Linked DNA regions of Mus musculus: regions 2, 3, 4 and 5 are each linked to region 1. A link is a contact called in public HiChIP or PLAC-seq and promoter capture Hi-C data. All regions are on one chromosome and are shown on one strand. The core of a region is the stretch at or near the end of the contact, and the rest is flanking DNA. Distances in the headings are between cores, read along the strand shown.

Region 1 (2,558 bases), core at 27-2,526:
AGGCTGCACCTGGCAACCAGAACCCAGTGACATCGCTCACTCAAGATAGTCAGACACAGTCCTAGTACCCCATATCTACTGGACAGTATGTAAGCAGAGACCAAGAACAATGCTCTGTCCTGCACATCTGGAGAGAAGCCACCCTGATTTGCCCTGCAGCTGGAGAGTCTCCCTAGGATCCTGAACCTTCCAGGATCAGAGACTTATGTTAGAGCCTGGACCTGACCTTCAGCTAAGATACCTAGACAGGTGAGCAGTGTTGGGGAGACAGGCTTAGGACCACATAGGAATTGAGAGTGTGAATGACCCTCAGCATAATGAAACATAACTTTTGTTACACTACTTGTTATACTAACTACACGTTAGCTTACTCAAGACACTCAGGGATTAAGAATACTTGCTGTTCTGACAAAGGACCTGATAAGGTTGTTAGCACCCACACTGAAGCCCACAATCACTTGTAGGCTCGAACATGAAATACAGTCATACATGCAGACAAAACAATGACACACACAGATAAGTAAATCCAAAAATAATAGTAATTCAAAAGAAAAACCATGCTAGTATCCAGGTCAAAGTTTGATGGCATGCCTTTCCATCAAATAAAGGGCAAGTATGCCCAGGAATGGGAATGCATTAGTGAGCTTAGGTGAACCACGAAGCCACAAAGACACGATGTGATGTGTATGCCGTATACTTTCTCTTATGGCACCGGTTTTTCTCTCGAACGCTCATTCATTAGAAGTCCCGGTCGGAAGGAGTTTCCAGTCTTTTCCAGCAAACGAGCTTGCTCCCTGTGCTAATGTGGCATCCCCACTGAACATTCTGCATCCACTCACCTTCCCACCTCACTCCATCCCCCAACCAACGCCGTCCGGACTTGGTGTCCTCGTTAAGATCTTGTGCACTACCAGGACCTTATATTTTAATTTTTCTCAGTTGGAACTCGAACCAGGACCTGTTCAGGGATGCCACCACCGAGCCTCGTTCAACCCTTCTATGTCTCAGAGAAGGTGTAGACATCGGCCATGCCCAGGGCTGGCATTAACCGCCCCGCTGTGAGTCAGGAGGGCCAGGATAACGAAGGAGACTCGGGCACCGGCGCGAGGGGGCGCGGCAAGCACCCTGGGGGCGGGGCCAGGCGCAAGGAGACCTGGGAACTGGGGCGGTGGCCAGGCGCGCGGAACCCTGGGAGCGGAGCGCGCGGAACCCTGGGAACGGGTCGAGCCGTCGACAAACAAGGGATCGGGGGCGGGGCGGGGCGCGGGGAGACTTGGGAACGGGGGCGGGGCGGCCCAGCGCGCGAGCCTAACGGCTGAGGCCGAAGCGCGGGAGACGCGGCCGGCGAGGCTCCGCCTTGCGTGGGTTTGAACAAAGCTCCACCCCGCACGCCACCAATCGGCGCTCGTGCGGCGGCGCCATGGCGACCCTTTGTGGGCGCTGACCGATCCGGGTGCCCGAAGGAGTGGCGGGGTCTGCCTTGCGGCGCCGGTAAGTGTGTAGCTGGTTTGCGCCTTCGAGCTTCTGCGGCATGGGCGGCGTCGGCGCAGAGCACCCCCGGGGCGGTCGGGCGGCCTCAGGGTCCTCGGGCTTCCTGCGCCGGCCGCCCTTCGGCGCTCACGACGCCGCGGCGTGTTGAGTGACACATACCGAGAGCCGGAGCGGCGGGTCTGAGCTGGCCGTCCCGCCCTCCGCCCACGCTCCCCTGCTTCCGCTCTCTCTTCCTCCCGTGGCCTTGCCTTTCTCCGCGGTCCCCTCTTCTTTGGTTCACCCCGCGTCGGTCTTCCACCTCACCTTTCGAGCTGGCCGCCGCTTGCTGTGCGCAGTTTCGGGGGACTGGACCTTCCCTGGCTTTTAGCAGCGCCGAGCCCCAACCGTCTGTCTGCTGGCCAGGGACCGATTCCCGATTCCGGGAGGGCTGGGTGGGCTCCGTGCAGCCGCCCGCCTGGTGAGTGTTGGCCTTGCGCTCTTTTCTTTGTTTCTTGGATTTTCATTCCCTTGAGAAGTGTCTTGTGTTGCCTGCCCTTCCCCTACTGCAGTAGACCCCACTTCCTTCCAAACTCATCATTTATGGCCTAGTAGGTACTGCCTGGCATCGGTGGAACTTGGCCGGAACCCGGGCTCTGTCTTTGCTAGCCTGTCCTGAGGCCAATTGTAACTAGAAAAAGCCTCCAGAAACCTTTTCTAAAGTTTTTCTCCCCTAGGTAGGGTCACCAGGGAAGGGACTTCTTCCAGCACTTGAAACAGACGTACAGCACCCGCGTATTTCCTCCTGGTGGCCTTTGTATCTGACATACGAGATGGCAGAGCTGAGCTGGACACTGATCTAAACGATTCTGGGAAACGTTTTCTGCAAGCATAGTCGTTTGTCTCATCAACCTAATGCATTCAGAAATCTCCCCATTTTAGAGGTGCTAGTCTTAAAAGGAAGGCAGGCAGGCAGGCATAAGAAAGCCCCACATCCTTCCAAGGGTCACTGATACAAAGTCTGAAGCAGACGTAGTGGGACAATAAACTCCATCAAAGGACCATCAAGTTCACTGGCCCCAGGATTTTTC
Region 2 (2,558 bases), core at 17-2,516, 240 kb before region 1:
AAGCGGAAGGGGCTACTGGTCAGCCCTGCAGGACAGTTGTCACCTTTGGAGGGACCTCAAAGCAGGGGTCAGGGACACTGCACGAGCTGATGTGGGTATGTGTGGCACACTCCTTCTGACCTTAGGCGACCTCTCTCTGCCTGGTGTCCACCAGAGGAAGTCTACCTCCGAGCCTAGCCTGAGTAGTTGGAGAAGCAAGCCCTAAAAACTAAATGTTTCCTCCAGTCCCATTCAGTCCTTTCCTCTTGTCCCAGAGGCCCATTCTCGGTGTCCCTTTCCAACCAGTCCACCTAAAAGCCTGGGTTCTCGGAAGACTCTCCTAACTGCTTACCCAGTCTTGGGTCTGCAAGTCGTCCTGAGGCTTGCTCTTGGTGTCTGGCTGGCTGGAGGCCACGGCAAGCCCCTGTGGGGGTGACTGTTGTCTTTGCTCTTGAGCAAGCTGCCACTGTAGCGTCTTCCTCTGGGGGCGCTGTTGCCTGCTGTCCATCTCTAAGTACAGCAGGTTGCAGTTCCCTCGACTAGGGCTGTGGGGCAAGGTGCAGGAAGGGAACTGAGCAGGGTTCCTGCTGCCACGGCAGATCCCTAAAGCAGATGATGGCAGGCCCTGCTGGGGCCGCCTTCTACCTAGTGACTACTCTTGCCGAGTAGCGGGGTCCCTTGTGACTTTCTCTCCCAGGTCTTGTGGCCATTATCCTCCGCACCAGCATCCCCCCAGGGACAGCAGTAGCCTAGAAATAGATGCTAGCCTAGCCTTCTCTGCTCTCACCGAACCACCTGGTCTGCTTTTCCTCGCAGGGGGCGCTCCTTCTGCGGTCCTGACAAGCTCTTCAGTCCTAGGATCCCACCCTCAATAGGCCTCCTCCTGTCTTGGACAACCCTACCACACAAGGCCCAGGCTCAGCGCCAACCTGAGCTCTCATTTCCCACCCTCTCCGTGGGTATGAACTGTGGAAGTCAGTTAAGGGCAGCAGTGAAGGTATGTGGGAGTTGGGTCACCCGCTCCCACGCGGATGCAGAGCTCGCCCAGAGGGCTCTGGGAAGGGCTCTGTAGGCTCCGGGACAGATGAGGGGGGCTTAATGAGCTCCGGTTGACAATGGATCAGCCGGTGAGCCCAGGCTCAGAAGGGTCTGCACAGGGAGTGGAGGGTCGTGTGGCCTGTGAACGCTCATGTGGGTCCAGGTAAACAGAGCTGGCTGGTGAGGCTGACTTAGGACCTTCAGCACCAGCCTGAGAAAGCTGGATCCAAGGACAGAGCTCTAGGGAAGAGGGACGGAGCTTCCGTCCTACAGACCCCGCCCTCCGCGGCCGCTTCCGCCCCCTCCACGCGTGCGCCCCAGCGTTCAAGCCGCATGGCCCCAACACATTCAGAGAAATCACAGCAGTGGGCGGCCTGAGCGCCGTCAGTTTATTAGTGTCGCTTCAGCACCTTGAAATCGTCCACATGGTCGCATGGGACAGATCAGTATCTGCTCCCAAAAAAAGCTATTTACATGAATCCTGCTTTTTATTAAAAAAACAAAAACAAAACTAGCAACATACACACTCTAGAAATCAGTCACAGCGCGCTGGGCAGTCTGCAGAAGCGAACGGAGTCATCCTCACGCAAGGCTGTCAGCTTCTGCTGGCCCCCTTCCAGGACAGAGCAGTCTCTGAAGGGCACAGGGATTTAGGGAGCAAGTACCCTGGCCCTGGGGAGAAGTGCCAGGACGTTTTTATGCGGAATTCATTTGAGATGGAGGCTAGAGGAAGAAGTGAGGCTTGCAGGATAAGGCTAGGGCAAGCCATTGCTTCAGGGCTGAGCCTCCCGCCTCCCCACGCCTCCCCACCCCCACCTCCCAGCACTGGTACCTTTACAGTGATACTGAGCTGCGTACTCAGAGGGTGGTGGCAGGAACCAACTTGAAGGTAGAGGCAGGGCCCCCAACTGACAGCAATGAGCAATGGCAACTGGTGTTGCTTGACAGGGACCTCTAAGACTGGCAGGCTCTGAGGGTGATGCCTCAGAGCTTCGGATGCAAACACACTCTGCGGTTCGTACCACTGCACTGCCTGTCAGGGGGGCTTTGGTGTCATCCTTCAAAGGGACAAAGTGCTTCTCCATGACTTCTCATTACAGCTCCATGAGGTAGGCAAGGAAAATGGACCATCTCTCTAACCACTGGGGGAGTGAGGCACAGGGAGGAAGGACTGCTGTCTAGGTCTGCACCTAGCACTGCCATGGTGGGGGTTGGGGGGAAGGTGTATGGTGCTCAGGTGCTAGGCTTTCCTGACTCCACCCTGGGCCAGCTGTGGGACAAAGACGCTGCCTACACCTTCCTCTTGTGTGTGTAAAGTCAGACCCCTGGAACCAGTCAAGGAAGGAGCACGTATGTACAGGGGAAGGTTCTGGAAAAGGGCTGCCCTCAGGCAAGAGCTTGAACCCCTGTGGCCTCAAGGCTAGAAATCTAGGTCAAATGTTTCATATGAAGGTTGACTTTTGGGAAAAAACACAAGGGGCAGGTAAACTAGGCTCTTAGGCTCCAAGGATTACAGTGGCCTGACTCAGCACAAGATCTTT
Region 3 (2,558 bases), core at 32-2,531, 240 kb after region 1:
GTAGGTGCTTTCAGGTCTCAGCACAGCGAGATGGGTGCAATTAGCTAGACAGCCATCAGCACCCCCACAAAATGAGGGGCCTCAGCTGGAGGTTAACCCCTCAGGAGCAGAACCCTTGCCAACAGCCTGCTTGGGTACCAGGGAGGGAAGCTTAGAGACCGCCAGGAAAAGGTAGGAAGGCAGAGCCAGGCAGGGCAACTCCTACCTGGTCCTAGGGGGACCCCCAGCTAGGTCAACTTGCACAGCTGCTCCCCAACCAATGGGTTGGGACAGGGAGAAGCCTTAGTCTCCAGCCTTGGAACAAACACCTTTTTTTTTTTTTTTTTTTTTTTTTTGCTCTAGGGGTTACAGTGTCTGCTTCCCAAATGCCCCCTGCCCTGGGTGACACCCTGAAGGGATACAGTCTGAGACACTCTCCTCACCCTTCAAGTTTAGAGAAGGAATTGAGGCCCAGAGAGGACGGGTAAGGAGGGACTTCCCAACTCTGGCTTCGACCCGGGCGTGCAAGCTTTAGAGTGGGTGCACTGACCTGGAGCCCAAGGCAGGAAGGAGCAGGGTCATTTTTGCCGCTGACTCCTGGTGTGTCCAACCTGTCACCGTGTGCCACCGGGCACTGAGCGGTTAGAAGACGGGACACACGGGCCCATAGACGGCTCTCCATCCCATAGTCCTCTAGGGAGTCCACCAAAGCATAGTTGGGCTTTCTGCTAAGATCACCTTCATTCCCAGCGTCCTTGCCCAGGAGGAGGGTAGACAGGGGTAGCCACAAGAAACAGAGCTGTGTCACTCTCTCAGGTCTGCCTTAGCCCACCGGCGGCGGGCATCTTTAGAAGCTAGCTGTCAGGGCGGGGCCGCAAGCTCGCCCTGTGCTATCCCGGAGGCGGACCTCCAGTTGAAGTTTATTTTCTCAACTGTGGCTGATTCATGGTCAGGATGTGGTAGCCGCAAGGTGGGGGAACTCCTCCAGTCCGACCCGGAGCAAACACCCTATGAGCAGTGAGCATCATCTCCATATCAGCCCGTAGTCGAGGGCCAAGAGCGCGGGACCAGGTTCTTGGCCACCTTGGTGCACACGCGGCAGTCCGCTCCTCAACCCCAACCATTTCCCTCACTGCCCCCAGACTCGGTTTCCCTCTGCGTTCCAGGCTAGCCCGAAGCCGCGGACTTACCGGGTGGGGGTACAGCCGAGAGATGGTGCAGAGTGCTGTGTCCCGGCGCCGGAGCGTCTGGGGCTGCGGGCGGCGGCCTCGCGGCTGCTTTCCGCACAGTCTAACCGCGCTCGCGGGCCGGGCGGGGCTGGAGGGAGGAAGGGGAGGTGCGGCCCCACCCGGCGGCGGCCACGTGGGGGGCGGTGCTGCCCGGGGCGGGGCGGGGTGGGGTCTCCAAGGAAGCCCTGCCCACCCGGGTCTGGCATCTCTGCGGGGGCGGAGAGATGAAAAGGAATGGGACATTCCGGGACTCTCTAGAGACCTGCTGGGAATGGCCCTTTTGCCTCCGACCTCACTGTCAGTTCCCGCCCAGGCTCCCTAGCACGTTCCTTATCTCTCCCCTACGCTGGCCATCTGGTGGACTCACGAGTTGGTCAGGTTCTCCACCACCTCTGGTCCAGCTCTGCCTCCCACACGGGAGCCCTGCTGTAGGCTGCTGATCTTGAGAGTCCTCCGATGTCCCTACCTTCATCCTTTTTTCACTGGAGGTAGCTATTTCCAGTTTCTAGCTCTGTCCTGAGGACCTGCTGAAGTGCTCTCCCTGGCCCTAGCCTGGGCTGTGCGCCCTCAGTTTCTCCAGCTTGAAGTTGTACCTTTAAAAGGTTTATGAACGTGAATAAAGGGTCTCCACTTACTTGAGCCTTGAATCTTCCAAGCTGGGTGGAGGGCATGTGGCGGGTGGGCAGAGTGAAGGGCTCTGGATCTCCTGTAGCCATTCTATCCTGGACACAGCATCATGCTTGGGGGTTTATGTGCTCTTCTGCCACATGGGATTAAGCACAGCCTTGGCTGCCTGTAAATGTCCATCTCAGTATTCTGTGCCCCCTGCTCGGCCCTATCATCTCAAGCGCAGGGCCAAAAGCAACCTTTGATAGCTAGCCAGTGTTGGGATGGCCCCAAAGTGCTTGGTGTGCACCGCCAAGGCAGGTGCTGACTGGCTCTTGGACACTGCCCAGCCTGGGATGTAAGTCTTGGCCGTTCCTGTAGTGGGACTCAGCTGTTCTTAGAATGCACAGTCCCTGCAGCCACCAAATGAGCCACTCAGCCCCACTAACGCTCAGCACAGAGACCTTCTGTCTGGGCTGCAATTCTGGTTACCCAACATCACCTAGGTCTGGTGGCTCCTTCTGGGAAGGGGTCAGCAAGGTTTACTCACTCTGTCCTGGGCCTTTGGTCAGAGGGTGTGTTTATTTACCCAAAAGGAGGAATGTGACTATGGCCCCAGCCTGGAGGACTGTTGGCCTCAGCCTGTCACCATCCCTCATTCCCTCATCCCCCCATGAGACCGCAGTGGCTGTGTTTGGGAACTGTGTCATCTTTCCAGGTTCTTCTGCAGTGGCCCTGAGGGAG
Region 4 (2,558 bases), core at 32-2,531, 160 kb after region 1:
TCACCACAGGTAGGAGCTGTCTCCAACAGTGGCTTCCAGGAAGAGCATCCGAGTGAGAAGGGTCACTAGAGAACAGCCAGAAATTGCTGTGTTCCACAAGAGGGCGCCCTGCTGGCTCTAACTGTGTAGCAACGGGATGGGGGAAGTAGGAGAGGAGGAGTTGGGGGCCTGGGGTGAAGGTTTGCTGGGCGAGTGATGGATATTTGTGTGACTCTCAGCCTCTGAAGGCCACTCTCAGGGTCAGGGATACTGCTGGAGCAGAACAGAACTGCTGCTGAGCCTCTGACTTAGCGCCCTGGAGGCTCTCTGAGCTGGGGCAGCTGTGCAGCAGATAGGGCACAGAACAGAGCCCCCCATCCCCATCCCCGTCTGAAGGGTATGGGGCGTGGCTGAGAGGAGAGTGAGTTCTTCTCCGGGAGTGGGGTGTGCTTCCCAGGTCAGCCCCAGGAGCCCGAGAAGGAGCTCCGATTTCCATCCTGGGCGATAGCGTGGACTACTAAATCTACCCTCTTGTTTACACTCCTGGTGAACTCTGACCCTTGTATGAAAAACAAAAAATGCCCCCTGGTTAAAAATACCAAACACATGAAGGTAAATTCACAAAAGGGTTACTATCAAGTCGGGCTTCTGGGACGAGGGAGGGGCCCTGCGCAGGAACTGCTGAGGCTGGCCGAAGGGGGAAGGACTGAGGATGGATAAGAGGCAGGAACCACCTTGACTCTTCAATTCCGGGACACCATAAGGAACCGCCCCCCAAGCCTCACCCATCTGAGTCCACAGCAAGGTCTTGGCTGACTGAGTCCTACCCCTGAATCTGCCCCCTCTGGGTGTCCAGGTGTGCTCCCGTCCTCCCTGTCACCTGGGGAGTCCTTATCAGTTGCTGTGGCAGGCAGTACTGGGTTGGATGAGCCCTCAATAGCCTTCTTTCTTGTGTTGGCTGGCCTTTAGGACACCGGTGACCGGTCTCTCCCGGCTCCCAAGATGGGGACAGTTGGGCCTCTTGAGAGTCAAACTGATTCACTTCCCACGCTGGCCTCCCTCCTTGGGGTCTGGAGAGCTAGGCAGGGAAGGGCCAGGTCCCACAAACCGGGAAACCCAGACCAGAGCTGGAGCTCTGGATCTGCGGCGGGGCTCCGTTACCCGCGTGGCCCTGGCTCGGGGCCACCCGAGGGCGGCGCCTGCGGGGCCGCGCTCGCGCTCACGGGGTGCCTCGCCCTGGCCGCGGGCCGCGCCGGGGGCGCCCGGGGCGGCGGAGGCGGATGTGGGCGGGCGGCGCGGGCGCGGGGCGGGGAGAAGGCGGGCCGGCGGCGGCGGCGGCAGCACCGAGTCGGCGGGCGGCCGGCCCAGCGCGGCAGCGCACGCGAGTCCGGGACCAGCGGAGCGGACCGAGCAGCGTCCTGTGGCCGGCACCGCGGCGGCCCAGATCCGGCCAGCAGCGCGCGCCCGGACGCCGCTGCCTTCAGCCGGCCCCGCCCAGCGCCCGCCCGCGGGATGCGGAGCGGCGGGCGCCCGAGGCCGCGGCCCGGCTAGGCCCAGTCGCCCGCACGCGGCGGCCCGGTGAGTGCCCGCGCCGCGCCCTGTTCCGGGCCGCGGCCACCCCGCTTTGTTCCCGGCCGCGCCGCGCCTCGGAGTAGGAGCAGGAAGTGGCCGAGCGGAGGCCTGGGCGGGGAGCGCGCGGGGCCGGGCTGGTCGCGCAGGAGGCCCACGCCGGCGAGGGTGCGGGCGGCCGCTGCGTGACCTTGGGTGGCCGCTCCACGGGGCCAGGTCGCGGGAGAGGGGCGCTGTTGGTGTGCGCAGTGGGGGCCGGTGCGCCCTGGGGCCTGGGGCTGCCCGGGCACTCGGCCAGCGAGGGTAGGAGAAAGGCTCGCCCCGCGGCCTGCGTGCGGTGGGAGGGCCCTGGGAAGGAGAACTCATTTCCCACGGACAGAAAGTTGTGCGCGGTGGCACAGTGCCCAGGCTAGCCCACAAAGGACTGCTAACCCTCCTGGGCCCGGAAGCTGCTTCCTGGACTAGGTGGTTTCTGGAGGTGCCGGGGGGGGGGGGGGCCTTGAGGACGGCGTGGACTCGGTCTCCCGGATCCGGGATACTGGCTGAGCTGATGGAATTGTCTAAAGAGGACTGGTTTCTAAGTTGGGCGGTGGTGGAACCTTGGGCCTCTGCTGTGTGGCCAAACTCCTCCTTCCCCCAGGCCCCTGGTCTTGCTCCAGGTGGCTAGCCTTGACTGCCTAGAGCCATCACTAAAGTGAAGGGCGAGTCGCCTTGGTGGGGCCCCAGCTGGGCGTGTGGCTCACGGGCCAGTGTCCCAGAGGGGCTGAACTCTTAAGACTTAACAATAGCAACCATATGCCCTTACGGCATGGCATGGTGGGAAGAGTGTCCCATGCTTAAGTCGGCTTGATGTGGACATTGGCGTTAACATGGCTGTGTTTCTTCACTCCGTGTGTATGAATTTATTTTTACACGGCTCTGGACAGCTGACTGTCATCAGCAGACCTTGGGGCTGGGTGGGGGTAGGGGACATCCACCGAGAGAGATCTTGCAGTACAGCCCTCTGCCTC
Region 5 (2,558 bases), core at 29-2,528, 130 kb before region 1:
ATGCTTCCTACCGTTCCCGGTGTCCATTCATTGTCTTGAACTGCCCGGAGCATCTTAGGCCTCAGCCTCCTGCTTAGGACGAGTCCTTGTGGCTACCCAGTAGCGTCTTAGTGAGGTTTATCAGCAGCACCCAGGAAGTGAGACCAGCAGGCCATGTACACCTGTGTGCAGCTTCCTGTTGATGTCTAGCACAGTCTGTGTGGAGTTCTGGCCCTGCCCCATCAGTTAGAATGAACCTTTAGTCCTCCTGCACAGAACCCTCTGCCAAGAAGCCTGCAAGCTGTCTCCTGGGCCTCTTCACGAGAAGGTCTACAGAGTGCCCTCGGTGCAGTTAACTCCGGCCTCCCTTCCCTGGATGCAGCCTTGCATGCAGACCACTTGGCTTTCAGATCAGGAGGTGGGGCCAGGCCTGAGGTGGTGAGTTGTGGGGGCCAGGCCTGAGGTGGTGAGTTGTGGGGGCCAGGCCTGAGGTGGTGAGTTGTGGGGGCCAGGCCTGAGGTGGTGAGTTGTGGGGGCCAGGCCTGAGGTGGTGAGTTGTGGGGGCCAGGCCTGAGGTGGTGAGTTGTGGGGCCAGGCCTGAGGTGGTGAGTTGTGGGGGCCAGGCCTGAGGTGGTGAGTTGTGGGGGCCAGGCCTGAGGTGGTGAGTTGTGGGGGCCAGGCCTGAGGTGGTGAGTTGTGGCGGCTGCAGATGAGTGGATGGTCAGACAGGTAGGAAGTGATTGTGACGGAAAGACTGCACGATGCTTTGGGATTGTGTATGGGGATATGGAACCAGGCTCAAAGGCCCTTCCCAGAAGTGAGATCACAACTGTGGTAGGGGAGAACAGTTTTAGTATGTTTGTACGTTTTTATACAGCAGGACTTGCCTGTGGCATGGAGAGAGTACAGGGTGAGGGGTGGGAGGTGGGAGCTCAGGAAAAAGAACCAAGTGCCCTGGGAGGAGAAGTGGGAGGAGGCCTGCTCCCCAGCTGTGCCTTGTCTGCCCAGGAGCCAGCAGGAGGAAAGGTCTGGAAAATGGAGCAAGGGCCGGGAAGGCTGGAGCGCTCTTGTAAGGTAGTTAGATGAGTTGCTCACTACCACGGATAGAGTTAGAACACAGGGGTGTAGGGAGGTGGACAGTGCTGAGTGAGGACAGTCCGTAGGAGATAGGTGAGTAGCAAAGTGTGTGTGTGTGTGTGTGTGTGTGTGTGTGTGTGTGTGTGTGTCCTGAAATGTGGGACCTGGGTTGGGGAGAGCCGGGTGTTGAGGAGGAAGGGCCCAGTAGGGGGCAGCCGTGAAATGGGCAGGATGCTTCTGAGCTGAGGTCATAGCCTTGTGTGTGTCTATGAGCAGCACTAGTGTGAAGCTCAAGGAGCACTGGGTCTGGATGACCCCACTGTGCATGCAATTAGTCCATCTCTGCCTGCTTTTTCTGACTGGGGTTATCACAACAGAATCCTCCTGCCTGGGGTCTTCTCAGAGTGCAGAGCAGTGCCTCAGATAGCCTCCTGGGAAAAACTAGTCCTTACCACACTGGACCTTAGAAGAGGGAATTAGGAAATGAGGGAATCCATTGGATCCTGGATTCTAGACTGAGACTCTGTGTGGTATGCACACTTGAGTGCTGAGCAGACAGGATAGCTTATATCTCCCAGCCTCCTCTGCCTTCTGTCTTCCTGCCAGGAGGAGGGAGGTGCAGGGGACACTACATGTATGGTACACTATCCAAGTGTCTTGCCAGCCCCCTAAACTGAGGAACCTAGTACTTCATGGTTGCCACCATCCTCTGCAAACTGAGGATCACTGGGGCAATACAGTAGCAGTCAGCAAGGTTCCTGTAAACCTAGACATGTGAGGCTTGGCAGAGCGTGTTTCTGTCTTTAGAGGGAACTGGGCCACAGAATGAGAAGTTGCAGCCGTGCAAGGCTGTGAGGCACTGTTCCCACTTGGAGCTGTTCCCTCCTGAGCTATTGTACCCATTGAGAAGCCTGTCCAGCCTGCCCTGGACCTGGGTTCTCTGATCAGGTGCTTTGTCCTCTGTACACTACTGAGCAGGAGTGGAACAAGCCCTGTGTGGGGTGGGGTTGGGGCACTCCTTTTATACATAGTTAGAAGGTGGAGACTGAGGTTTGGCCACATCCTTTGCCCAGATACCTGTCTAGGACCAGGGGATGGATACACCTTGACAGTGTGAGAGAATACATGGAATGGGCATGGATCTAGCTGGATATATCTTTGCCTCTGTAATACCTCTAGATGGTAGGTACCCTACAAGAAACTCCAGAGACCAGGGAAGCAGGGCCTCAATGGTGTTAGTGAGGAAGTGGAGTAGTGGGGTACGTGCATCTTAGGATACCTGTTAGACCCAGAATTTCTCTCTGGCCTCCCTTCTAAGAGGTGTAGAGCAGGAGTTAAGTAAAGGGAGACTGTTTGGTACCTCATGGAGATTGCTTCCTGCATGATGGATAGCCTGGGTTCTAATTGCTCTCTTCTCAGCATAGAGCAGTAGAGCTCTGGGTGCTCAAGTGTGCACACCAGACAGGGTCCCAATCTAAAACCAATGGACTCCCTCTTTCTCT

What was found. HiChIP or PLAC-seq counts read pairs in DNA pulled down with a chosen protein or histone mark. Capture Hi-C pulls out chosen DNA fragments and counts their contacts.
Region 2: a promoter capture Hi-C map of liver shows a contact between it and region 1. The contact joins the promoter of Tex22 here to the promoter of Cdca4 in region 1. A contact is called at or near these places in 8 of 39 promoter capture datasets (the 3T3-L1 cell line, cranial neural crest, fetal liver and 4 more), 1 of 484 Hi-C or Micro-C datasets (uterus), 5 of 115 datasets of contacts at active chromatin or transcription factors (the SCID.adh cell line, effector CD8 T cells, embryonic stem cells and 1 more) and 3 of 9 other capture datasets (adipose tissue, liver and pancreatic islet).
Region 3: an HNF4G HiChIP or PLAC-seq map of pancreatic cancer cells shows a contact between it and region 1. The contact joins the promoter of Inf2 here to the promoter of Cdca4 in region 1. A contact is called at or near these places in 1 of 484 Hi-C or Micro-C datasets (embryonic stem cells) and 3 of 115 datasets of contacts at active chromatin or transcription factors (embryonic stem cells and pancreatic cancer cells).
Region 4: a contact with region 1 is called in an H3K4me3 HiChIP or PLAC-seq map of the SCID.adh cell line, with 17 read pairs. The contact joins the promoter of Akt1 here to the promoter of Cdca4 in region 1. A contact is called at or near these places in 13 of 39 promoter capture datasets (the 3T3-L1 cell line, the SN4741 cell line, cranial neural crest and 10 more), 13 of 484 Hi-C or Micro-C datasets (the G1E-ER4 cell line, Th1 cells, cardiomyocytes and 5 more), 9 of 115 datasets of contacts at active chromatin or transcription factors (the 230-238 cell line, the SCID.adh cell line, bone marrow-derived macrophages and 5 more) and 2 of 9 other capture datasets (adipose tissue and liver).
Region 5: an H3K27ac HiChIP or PLAC-seq map of microglia shows a contact between it and region 1, with 3 times the contacts expected there. The contact joins the enhancer-like site here to the promoter of Cdca4 in region 1. A contact is called at or near these places in 6 of 484 Hi-C or Micro-C datasets (B cells, CD4 T cells, cardiomyocytes and 3 more), 15 of 115 datasets of contacts at active chromatin or transcription factors (CD8 T cells, the SCID.adh cell line, bone marrow-derived macrophages and 10 more) and 3 of 9 other capture datasets (adipose tissue, liver and pancreatic islet).

What each region holds. Positions count from the first base shown.
Region 1 is chr12:112,828,239-112,830,796 of GRCm38.p6, reverse strand. Cdca4 (cell division cycle associated 4) reads left to right here and starts at 1,276. Exons shown (of 2, transcript NM_001359234.1): 1 at 1,276-1,491. Gm52009 (apical junction component 1 homolog) reads right to left here and starts at 2,096. Exons shown (of 2, transcript XM_030247054.1): 1 at 2,087-2,096; 2 at 521-1,789. The coding sequence starts at 2,096. The coding sequence ends at 1,005.
Region 2 is chr12:113,073,210-113,075,767 of GRCm38.p6, reverse strand. It overlaps Tex22 (testis expressed gene 22), which reads right to left and starts at 1,266. Exons shown (of 3, transcript NM_001361919.1): 1 at 909-1,266; 2 at 332-524. The coding sequence starts at 487. It overlaps Pacs2 (phosphofurin acidic cluster sorting protein 2), which reads right to left. Exons shown (of 24, transcript NM_001081170.1): 24 at 1,367-2,558.
Region 3 is chr12:112,587,507-112,590,064 of GRCm38.p6, reverse strand. Inf2 (inverted formin, FH2 and WH2 domain containing) reads right to left here and starts at 1,281. Exons shown (of 23, transcript NM_198411.2): 1 at 1,170-1,281.
Region 4 is chr12:112,672,999-112,675,556 of GRCm38.p6, reverse strand. It overlaps Akt1 (thymoma viral proto-oncogene 1), which reads left to right and starts at 1,281. Exons shown (of 14, transcript NM_009652.3): 1 at 1,281-1,557. It overlaps Gm30150 (a long non-coding RNA gene), which reads right to left and starts at 1,081. Exons shown (of 3, transcript XR_381988.3): 1 at 860-1,081; 2 at 5-538.
Region 5 is chr12:112,957,206-112,959,763 of GRCm38.p6, reverse strand. It overlaps a transcript of Brf1 not described here. Among named protein-coding and RNA genes, the nearest start is that of Gm26583, 4.2 kb to the right of the region's middle. Within about 2 kb of position 1,278, at least 67 of the 459 cell types and tissues checked have an H3K27ac peak or open chromatin away from gene starts, as enhancers often do. A contact at or near this core is called in B cells, CD8 T cells, effector CD8 T cells and 6 more, where this site is marked.